Regions from separate parts of the Sus scrofa genome. Here region 1 is linked to region 2. A link is a contact called in public promoter capture Hi-C data. All regions are on one chromosome and are shown on one strand. Each heading gives the region's core, a stretch centred on a gene start, on an enhancer-like site or on the middle of the called end of the contact. The rest is flanking DNA. Distances are from core to core; before and after follow the strand shown. Region 1 has its middle 17 kb from the start of MFSD1. Region 2 holds the start of GFM1 (elongation factor G, mitochondrial).

Region 1 (6,076 bases), core at 3,488-5,987, 170 kb after region 2:
AGCCTTATTCAAGAACCAAAAAGCGGAAACAATTCAAATGTCCATCGAGTGATGAATAGATAAAGAAAATATTGTATATTCACACAATAGACTCTTATTTGGCAATTACAAGGAAATGAATACTGATACATGCTATAATATGGTTGAAACTTGAAAACATTTTTACAAAATGAAAAGAGCTAATCATAATAAACCATATATTGTATGATTCCATTCATATGAAATAGGCACATCTACACAGACAGAAAATAGGTGGTTCCTGAGGGCTGAGTGGGTGGGCAGCAGTAACAGGAAATGGAGAGTGCATACTAATGGGTACAAGGTTTCCTTCTAGAGTGCTAAAATGTTCTAAAATTAGATCATGGTGATGGTTGCACAACTCTGTGAATATACTAAAATCCATTGAATTGTACACAGTAAATGGTTGAACTGTTTTTTTTTTTTTTTTTTTTTTTTTTTTTTTTTTATTTTCCCACTGTACAGCAAGGGGGTCAGGTTATCCTTACATGTATACATTACAATTACAGTTTTTCCCCCACCATTTCTTCTGTTGCAACATGAGTATCTAGACATAGTTCTCAATGCTATTCAGCGGGATCTCCTTGTAAATCTATTCTAGGTTGTGACTGATAAGCCCAAGCTCCCGATCCCTCCCACTCCCTCCCCCTCCCATCAGGAAACCACAAGTCTCTTCTCCAAGTCCATGATTTTCTTTTCTGAGGAGATGTTCATTTGTGCTGGATATTAGATTCCAGTTATAAGTGATATCATATGGTATTTGTCTTTGTCTTTCTGGCTCATTTCACTCAGTATGAGATTCTCTAGTTCCATCCATGTTGCTGCAAATGGCATGATGTCATCCTTTTTTATGGCTGAGTAGTATTCCATCGTGTATATATACCACCTCTTCCGAATCCAATCCTCTGTCGATGGACATTTGGATTGTTTCCATGTCCTGGCTATTGTGAATAGTGCTGCAATGAACATGCGGGTGCATGTGTCTCTTTTAAGTAGAGCTTTGTCCGGATAGATGCCCATGGTTGAACTGTATTGTATGTGAGCTGTACCTCAATAAAGCTATTTAAAAAGACTTCATTAAGGAATTCGCATTGTGGCTCAGTGGTTTAAGAACCTGATGTAGTCTCAGAGGATGTAGGTTTGATCCCTGACCTTGCTCAGTGGGTAATGATCTGGTGTTCTGCAAGCTGCAGCATAGGTCCCAGATGCAGCTCTGATCTGGTGCTGCTGTGGCTGTGGTGTAGGCTGGCAGCTGCAGCTCTGATTTTAGCCTGGGAACTTTCATATGCTGCAGGTGTGGCCATTAAAAAAGAAAGAGGACTTCATTAAGAAAATAAATATGCGGAGTTCCTATCATGGCACAGCGGAAATGAACCTGACTGTTATCCATGAGGATGCAGGTTCGATCTCTGGCCCGATATCACAGCATTGCCATAAACTATGGTACAGGTCACAGACATGGCTTGGATCTGGCAGTTGCTGTGACTGTGGTGTAGGCCAGGGGCTATAGCTCCAGTTGGACCCCTAGCCTGGGAACCTCCATATGCTGCTGGTACGGCCCTAAAAAGACAAAAAAGAAAAAAGAAAAAAAATGTAAGCCACACACTGGAAAACATTATTTGCAAAATATAATCTTATTAAAGGACTTATATTCCAAATACATAAAAAACTTTTACAATTAAATATTGAGAATACAAACAACTCTTTTTTTCCTTTTTTTTTTTTCTGCTGCACTTGCAGCATATGGAAGTTCTCAGACCTGGGATCAAATACAAGTCACAGCTTCAACCTATGCTACAGCTGTGGCAACACTGGATCCTTAACCTGCTATGCCACAGTGGGACTCCAACAATTCAATTTTTTTTAAGATCGGGAAAAGATGTGAATAGACAATTCACTGAAGAAGGGAGGTGAATGTTAAACACATGAAAAGCTGTGTTTCAATCAACATCATTAGTCATAAGCAAAATAGAAAGAAAAACTACCAAAAGATAGTACTACACATCCATTAGAATGGCTAAAACTACAGAACAAAACTTGAAAGTATACAGTGTCCATGAGCACATGGTGTTCCTGGATCTCTCATACATTTCCGTCAGAAATGTAAAAGGGCGCAGCCAGTTTGCATAGTGTGGCAGTTTCTTAAAAACTTAAGTATGTGCTTATTATTCAGTTGAGTAATCCTACTCATTGGTATTCACAAGAGAAATAAAAACATGTTTTTACAAAGAATTATGCATGATTGTCCTTAGCAATTTTATTCATAAGAGTCCAAACTGAAAGGAACTCAAGGTTCATCAACAGGTAACTGTATAGTAATTCTCTATCCCTCCAACGGAATATTGCCTGGCAATAAAAAGGAATAAAGTACTGGTGTGCCCAACGATATGGATGAATCTCAAATGGCTTATGCCAAGTGAAAGAAGAAAAACAACGCCAACTGTATTCTCTATGATTCTATTTACATAAAGATCTAGAGAAGGCAAACTATAATGAAAGGAACCAGAGTAGTAGAGAGGAGTAGGTGTAAAGGATTAATTGTAATGGGCCGTGAAGGAACTTTTCAGGGTGACATCTATTTTGTTTTGATTTGAGCGGTGGTTACATAATGGTATACATTCAACATGAGTCACTTGTACTATGACAAAGTATGCATTTTAAATTGACAGGAATGTAAATTATACCTCAATAAAAGTGATTAAAAATTTTAGATCAAATCAAAGAGCTGTGGGGTTTATGGAGGCAGGGAATTACTACAGACTGAATATCTACTTTCCCCTAAAATTCAATGTTAAAACTCAATCCCCAATGTGATGGTATTAGAAGGTGGCACCTTTGGGAGGTGGGATTTGTGCTCTTAAAAAAGAGAAGCCAGAGAGCTCCCCCACCCCCTTTTGCCGCATAAGGGCAGAGTGAAAAGAAACAGGAAGCAGACTCTCACCAAATAATGCCTTGCCAGCATCCTGATCCTGGACTTGCCAGCCTCCGGAACTGTGAGAAACATATTTCTGTCATTGGTAAGCTACTCAGTTTATGGCACTTTGTTTTGGCAGTGTGAATGGACCAAAACAAGAATTAATAAGGAGTGACTGGTGATAATCTACTGAAACCCACTGATGTGAGCCAGTCTTTAAGTAAGGCACACAAGGATTAGAATGTTTTTACAAAGAATTAAGATCTCTACTTCTCAGAACAAGGATCCAGTCATTGTACCATACATTCAGTTCTTTTTGGTTTATATAATATTTTTCTTTTCTTTTTTAGGGCCACACCTATGGCATATGGAAATTCCCAGGCTAGGGGTAGAACTGGAGCTGCAGCTGCAGGCCTACACCACAGCCACAGCAACAGCAAATCCGAGCTGCATCTGTGAACTACACTGCACCTTGCAGTAATGCCAGATCCCTAACCCACTGAGTGAGGCCAGGGATCAAAACAGCATCCTCAAGGATACTAGTTGAGTTCTTAACCCAAAGAGCCACAACAGGAACTCCCTAATATTATTTTATATGAATCCAAAGCACTGTGAAAAAGAGTGAAACATTAAGGGGTTTCCCATCGTGGCTCAGTGGAAACGAATCTGACCAGCATCCGTGAGAACACAGGTTTGATCCCTGGCCTTGCTCAGTGGGTTAAAGGATCTGGCGCTGCTGTGAGCCCCAGACATGGCTCGGATCCTGGGCTGCTATGACTGTGATGTAGGCCAACAGTTACAGCTCTGATTTGACCTCTAGCCTGGGAACCTCATATGTCACAGGTGGGCCCCTAAAAATAAATAAATAAATAAAAACATGCTGAGTTTATGATACAGTTCCTGACAGAACCCCCAGAGGTAGACATGCTCCAGGCTTAGGTTGGGTTAAGGGTACCGTGACACAGGGATCTGAGGGGTGGAGAAAAGCATTAACAGGCAGCCCTGGGTCTGCTACCCTGAGGCCGTTGGCTGGCATCTGAGAACTTGGATTTGGGGAGGGACCCAAAACTCTTACAAGAATGGCTCACTGTACCTAAGCTGTATGCAAATAATGCTTTTTGCGCTAAATATCTGCTTTCCTTTTATGAGCCTGGGATTTGGGCACATATCCTATGCCAGGCAGAAGGTGTCTCTGTGACTACCTCTCATGAAAGACATTGGGTGTGGATTCGTCTCCCTGGCAGACAACATTTCACATATGCTGTCACCACTTGCGGCTTTGGGGAATTAAGCACATCTCATGTGATTTACTGGGAACTCTTGGAAGCTTGTTCCTGGTCCTTTGGACTTTACCCCGTGCACTCTGCTGAGTTTGCTTTGTGACCTCTAGCTGTAATCAGTCATAACCACGAGTATAACTAAATGCTGAGTTGTGAGTCCTCCTACATAGTCACTGAAACTGGGGGTGATCTTGGAGACCCCAATAAAGGAGGTGATCCCAGGAGACACTGAGAAGGAAAAGGACGAGGGCCTTAAAGGAATATATTATGAAATAAGTCACCAGAGTGCACAAAATTCTTCTGTGGAATTTAAAATAAGTGTGCAACATGTGTTTCAGGGGGACGTGATATTTATGTTCCAAGGGGGATGTGATATTTATTCACCAACTCTCCAGCTCATATTAACTGTCTGGAACTTCCAGCCTACCCTGTGCACAGGACCCATGGGCTCTGGTGCCCATAGCCAGCCCTGAAGCAAAGAGCTACAGCTGGAAGTTGGGCTCATGCGTGTAGAAATGCTATGTGCCTGCAGGAGGATGTGGTGAGGCATTTCTGCCACAGGCCCTAAAAGGCATGAAATGAGACATGAAGTAGGGCTATTGCTCAGTCTTTCCCAAGCTTCCCACTGCCTTCCCTGTGGACACAGGGAGAATGAATTATTTGTGACCCATTCCCAGCAGGGAGCCCTTGCCTCCCAGGAGAGGTCATCAGAAGCTGAAGCCTAGCCCAGGGCACCAGGAGCACCAGGGAGAGGTTGTCTTATCTATTCAACATAGAGAAACAGTCCTTTTTCCCCTCTCTGCCCACAAGTCACAGGCACAGGAAGCCCTGCCTGGATTTACTGTTTCTTGCTTTTCCTCTTTACTAGCTCAGTCTAATGAGTAGGTCAATGGAAGCCTTCTTCTTCCACAGAAGGGGCATCGAGATGATCTGCCATCAGGCTACACACTGAGGGATACTCTCTTTGTCTGGGTATTGTGTGGGTCCAGTGGGGCTGACTCACTCTGCCTACTCTCGATATAGTTCCTATTTTCTCCAGAACTCTTTGGCTTGCTTACAGTTTCCTCATTCTGCCATTTCCTATTTGCATACTAGGAAAAAAAGTACCTACCTTTACAGAGTGAGTTGCTATGAGGATTATGTCTAATAGTACAAGGAAAGTGCTTAAAACTGCCTGGCAAATGGTAGGCACACAACAGTGTAAACTTTTTCTTTTCTTTTTCTTTTTTTTTTTTTTTTTTTTTGCTTTTTAGAGCTGCACCCACGGCATATGGAGGTTTCCAGGCTAGGGGACCAGTGGATCTACAGCTACTGGCCTACACCACAGCCACAGCAACTCGGGATCGAAGCCATGTCTGCGACCTACACCACAGCTCTTGGCAACAGCAGATCCTTAACCCACACTGAGTGAGGCCAGAGATCAAACCCGCAACCTCATGGTCACTAGTTGGATTCGTTTCCGCTGCACCACAATGGGAACTATTGTTACATATATACAATTAGTTGGCAGATAGGTATTTATTAGAAGAAAAAGAATGCCCAGATTGCTTCAACCTGCTCATTACAATGCATTAGCAGACTAAAATGGCAATAGATTTTTCAGGAACTCTTAGTCAATTTTCTCTTTCTTTCTTCCTTTTTTTTTTCTTTTTCTTTTTTTGCTGTACCCATGACATATGGAATTTCCTGGGCCAGGGATTGAATATGAACCTTAGCTGCTACCTACACCACAACTGTGGCAATGCCAGATCCTAACCCATTGTGCCATGGTGAGAACTCCTTAGCAATTTTCAATTTCAGATTTTGCAAAATTTTCTGAAATTCTAGGTAAAATACTATTCCTCTCAAATAGTTGTGAGTGATT
Region 2 (5,413 bases), core at 220-2,719:
CTTTAACAAATATTTATTGAGCACCTAGCACAGCAAGGGGTATAGCAGTTTTAAAAAACCAAATCACTGTCCTTATGGCACTCACATTCTTCTTGGAAGAGCCAGGCAATAGCTGCCTTGGAATTTTCTTGTTGCACAGCAAGTTACGGATGCGGTGTTGCCACTGCAGCGCGCCTCAGCGGTTGTTATAGTGCAGTTTGGCTATGGGGCCGGGAACTTCCACATGCGGGGAAGGGGAGGTGGCGATAGACAACTGTGTTAACACGTCTGGATAAATCTAAGAAGCCCTCTGAAGGAAAATGAAATAGTATGCAAACATAGGGAAGAGCTTGCTGTTTTAAAAGGAGCAAACACCTCAGTGATAGATGATATTTGAACACCAAGAAGAAAATATGGGAAAGAGTCATGCCCTTATCTACAGGAGAGCAAAGGCTCTTGGTCATGTGAGGATCAGCAAGAAGGCCAATGAGTCTGGAGGAGAACAGCAGGTGAAATAGGGCTGCAATGGCATAGCTGCTCAAACAAGGTCTTGTTTATTCTTAACCTTATTTTTAAATTTTTAAAATTTAGTTATTTAAAATTTAAAAGGAATTTTTAAAAACTTAGTTATGAAAAACTTCAAACCTATACAAAAGTAGAGATAACAGCAAATCACTGTTATGAGTGATTTCAGAGGGCAAAGGGTATAGCTTAAAACGATCCCTTCAGTTTTTCTATTGGGAATAGGCTGAGAAGCCGCAGGGCAGCAGCAGTAAGATCAGTCAGGCTGTTAGAGTAAATTCCGTGAGAAAACAGCAATGCTTTGAGAGGTGGGGAGAAGCTGCGGGTTCTGAATCTATCTTTGAATGTAGTGCCCGTAGCATGTGGAAACAAAACCAGAAAAGTTGAAGAGTGGTGTCAAAAGGTGACGTTTTTGGTCTGGGCAACCAGAAGAACGGAATTCCTGTTTATCAGATGAAGATCTTGGGAGGATTCAGTGGAAGGTCATTAGCTCGTTTTTGGACATAATAATTTCGAGATGCCTCTAAGAGATCCAAGTGGAATCGTCAAGGATGCTGTCTTCTATAGAGACAGGACATATAATGTATAGGTACTGGACATATATATAGGTACTTAACATTAACCAAAGATGGAACATTTTGAAAAGAGAAAAACATTTGTGGATAGTTCATTATTTTTTTTTACCTTCTTTGCAAGTCATGTCCTATAGAGTATTTGTTCACATTTGTTGAAGTAGCATATGTAACAATTTTTCTTTTTTAAAAAAAACCTTAAGAACTATTTTAAACCTTTCTTCCCGTTGCTGTAGAGGCAAAAGAACCACGTTTAAAGGCCGCCGCTTTCCGGGAACATGCGAAAAGCGTGCTTAGCTCCGCAAAGTGGCTGCACTTTCTCTTCCAAGTCGGCAGAGGGCGTGCGGGCAGCGGAGGGTGCTGCTCAGTTCTGAGATCCGGAAGCCTCTCTCTCTTTCTTTTTTTTCTCCCCTCCTTTGCCTGCTTCTCCCCGGAAGTGCTCTTCCAGCACTGACTGCCGGCGTGACTTTGAACGCTTCTGGCAGTGGTGCAGGTTGCTGGGTACACCGGGCGCTGTGGGACTTTCGCGTCTATTCTACGCTCGCCATGAGGCTGCTGGGAGCCGCCGCCGCCGCCGCGGCCGTGGGGCGCGGGCCGCTCCCGCGGATCCCCGCTGCCCTCGGCTGGCCGGGGAAGCAGGTGCGACAGGGAACCAGGGACTGTCCCCAGGACTTTGCAGTGCCTCCGGGGCTGGAGAGGAAATGACACCCCTTCCCTCCCTGGCATCTCCGAATGCTAGCTGTTGACCTCAGTGCTGAAAAGCCCCTCGGTATCTGCACAGCCTTTGGTTATTTCTGAGCAACGTCTTGGTATCCTGGGAGGTTGGGCGGGCCTCCAATTCATGGTTACGCCTCTTATTATTGGTATACTTAGAAGAGGTGACTGAAGTGAAGGTCAAGACAACTGAAAAATTAGTGTGTCCTGGGCTTGAACTCAGGGCTTTTGACTCATTATCCAGTGCTTTTTTCACTACAGTGTCGGCGGGGCTCCCTGCTCCCTCTTTCAACCGACCTTCCCAGGACTTTTCTTTAATTATATGTCTGCCTTTTGTGGGGGTGTGGAGATGGGGCGCAAAGTGGAATAGTGTTAGGTAGGAGTTGAGCCTTTCCTGTCATGCAAACCACCTTCGCTTTGCTTGCTGGTATTCCTGGGATTTAATCAATGAAGCTAGTTTCCATTTAATATTTTACCCACCTTTTCAAGTTCTTCTGCTTCCCTTCTCCCAGAAGTGGCTGCAGTGCATTTTGGATGTTCACTCCTGTAGGGAGAGGTTTATATTGTGTCTTGATTTCATAAAAGGCTGGACCCTCACCACCATGGTAAATTAAAGTTATTGTTTTATGTCATTAATTTTTAGGCGATAGAAGGAATCGGAAACTTTTTGTGGGCCGCTTGAACCTATTGGCACCGCTGCATAGAGCGTATAAGTCCAAACATCTTTGCTAGCTCTGAAACTATTTTAAGGAGGAAGGGGGAAAAAATCAAAGTAAAATTTAAAGTGAAAACTGTATTTCCTATTAAAGCAGTTGTTGGGAACCATCTTTCTGATTTTATCAGCGCCGGTATATACTTTCAAATCTGTGCCATTTGGTAAAATTATCGGTCCCTTTTTATTTTATTTTATATGTCTTTTCTGCCATCTCTTGCAGTCTCTTTGATTATAGGAATTGCAGGTTGAGACATTCCCTCTTTTGCCTTTTCAGGCTATCTCATATGAAGTTTTGTGTCCATTGAATTTTCTTGGAGGAAGGATGTCCACTGAACCCTAATTGTCCACTGTTAGATCATAAAAAGTGCATTGAATTGAGTTCTCATTTTTTTCAGGCTAATTGGAAGATCTGCCGATGGTGTTCATCAGGGGTGATTCCTAATGAAAAGATACGAAATATTGGAATCTCAGCTCACATTGATTCTGGGAAAACTACATTAACAGAACGAGTGCTTTACTACACTGGTAGAATTGCAAAAATGCATGAGGTATGTGGTTCATGGTAGATTCCAGATTAGTTTTAAGAATGTTAAGTTGATATGTACTACCCTAAAGTAGCTATTAACATGATGTTTATATGCTTTTTTAAAATTTTTACGGCTGCACCTGCAGCATACGGAAGTGCCCAGGGCCAGATGTCAAATCAGAGCTGCAGCTGGAGCCTACACCACAGCCATGGCAATCATTTTAAACCTTTTTTCCCATTTAACAATATAAACGTCTCTGTAACATTTAAAAGCATGTAGAGTTCCCATTGTGGCTCAGTGGGTTAAGGACCTGATGTCTCCATGAGGATGCAGGTTTGAACCCTGGCCTCACTCAGTGGGTTAAGGATCTGGCATTGCCACAGGCTGCAGTGTAGGTCACAAATATGGCCCAAATCCAGCGTTGCCATGGCTGTGTGTAGGCCTCAGCTTGGGAACTTCGTAGGCTGTAAGTATGGCCATAAGAGCGGGCGGAGAAAATCCTTCTCACCCAGGCCTCAAAATCCACAAGTAGTACAGCAGAGAAAAATCTGTTCTCTGAACATCTGCTCACAGACTAATACAGGCTTGTGGGCAGGAACAGTGTAGCAGGAGGAAGGGTGGCTCCAGGTGATTGCTCCGTGGTAGCAGCTGCTGAAAACAACAATGAAAAAAGGCTTAGGGCAAAACCTGTAATCAGTTTTGTTTCATGAGATGATATAGTTTGACAATTAGGTTTCGCTGAAAACTGCATCAATTAACCATTTGTGTTCTGGTTCCATCTGTAAAGATTTCTTTCCTTCTTGGAATGCAGAGACAGAGAAGTCTGAATTGCTGTGCTTGTGTTTAGGTGAAAGGTAAAGATGGAGTTGGTGCTGTCATGGATTCCATGGAACTAGAGAGACAAAGAGGAATCACTATTCAGTCAGCGGCCACCTATACCTTGTGGAAAGATGTTAATATCAACATTATAGATACTCCTGGTGAGTTGAGTTCTTGGTTTCATTGTGGCTTGTTTTGGCAATGGCACATTTAGTTCTTTACTATGATTGAGCTTATTTTGAGTATTAAATAATACTCAAAAGTGTGACTATGAATTTATTATTAGAGAAATCTGACTTGGGATCTAGAGTACTTTATCCTTAAGGGGTTTCTTTGAAAAATAGTGCAAATTGTGACTAGGAAGGGTCTTACCTTTTACATGTTGCAGCTGATTCCAAGGATGCCCATGCTCTAGTATCTTTTTGAAATGATTTTGTGGGTCTCCTGGACTTTATGGTAAATAAATAATATTGGTGGTTTAAGGAATCCATATTTTAATTAGAAGACTTATGTAATGATCAGAGATAGAAAAACATTTACTTGTGCATGTTGTAAAACTTCACACTGTTTTGTTTTGTCTTTTTAGGGCCACACCCTCGGCATATGGAGATTCCTAGGCTAGGGGTCAAATCAGAGCTGTAGCTACTGGCCTACGCCACAGCCACAGCAATGCCAGATGTGAGCCATGTCTGCAACCTAAACCACAGCTCATGGCAACACCGGATCCTGAACCCACTGAGTGAGGCCAGGGATCAAACCTGCGTCCTCATGGTTACCAGTCCATTTCTGCTAAGCCATGATGGGAACTCCCACACTGTTTTTAAAGACCCTCTCACACCTCTCTGTCTCATTTAGGGCACGTGGACTTCACCATAGAAGTTGAAAGAGCCCTGAGAGTGCTGGATGGTGCGATCCTTGTTCTCTGTGCAGTCGGAGGGGTGCAGTGCCAGACCATGACTGTTAATCGTCAGATGCAGCGCTACAGTGTTCCATTTCTAACTTTCATTAACAAACTGGACCGAATGGGCTCCAACCCAACCAGGGCCCTGCAGCAAATGAGGTAATGAACCTTACAGCAGGGCATTGATCTGAATAACAACCATATCCAGAAGGACAGTTAATTCAGTGTCATTAGGATTTATCCTTTTCTTTTTTAAAATCCATCTATGTGATGGAATTCCTGTCGTGGCGTAGTGGAAACAAATCCGACTAGGAACCATGAGGTTTCAGGTTCAATCCCTGGCCTTGCTCAGGGGTTAAGGATCCAGCGTTGCCCTGAGCTGTGGTGTAGGTTGCAGACATGGCTTGGATCTGGCATAGCTGTGGCTCTGGCATAGGCTGGCAGCAACAGCTCCGATTAGACCCCAGCCTGGGAACCTCCATACGCCTCGAGTGTGGCCCTAAAAGGACAAATAAGTAAATAAATAAAGATATCATGTTTTTTAAAAAAAATGGAGTTCCCTTCATGGCTCAGCAGTTAACGAATCCGACTAGGAACCATGAGGTTGCGGGTTCAATCCCTGGCCTTGCTCAGTGGGTTAAGGGTCCTCCGTTGCCGTGAGCTG

What was found. Promoter capture Hi-C pulls out the DNA fragments that hold promoters and counts their contacts.
Region 1: a promoter capture Hi-C map of liver shows a contact between it and region 2, with 7 times the contacts expected there. The contact joins the enhancer-like site here to the promoter of GFM1 in region 2. A contact is called at or near these places in 2 of 5 promoter capture datasets (fetal liver and liver), 13 of 47 Hi-C or Micro-C datasets (alveolar macrophages, blood, embryonic fibroblasts and 7 more) and 1 of 2 datasets of contacts at active chromatin or transcription factors (alveolar macrophages).

The regions. Positions count from the first base shown.
Region 1 is chr13:98,572,769-98,578,844 of Sscrofa11.1, forward strand. No RefSeq gene overlaps it. Among named protein-coding and RNA genes, the nearest start is that of MFSD1, 17 kb to the right of the region's middle. Within about 2 kb of position 4,738, at least 8 of the 83 cell types and tissues checked have an H3K27ac peak or open chromatin away from gene starts, as enhancers often do. A contact at or near this core is called in alveolar macrophages, liver and retroperitoneal adipose tissue, where this site is marked.
Region 2 is chr13:98,409,663-98,415,075 of Sscrofa11.1, forward strand. GFM1 (elongation factor G, mitochondrial) reads left to right here and starts at 1,470. Exons shown (of 18, transcript XM_003358643.4): 1 at 1,470-1,712; 2 at 2,898-3,050; 3 at 3,877-4,009; 4 at 4,704-4,908. The coding sequence starts at 1,620.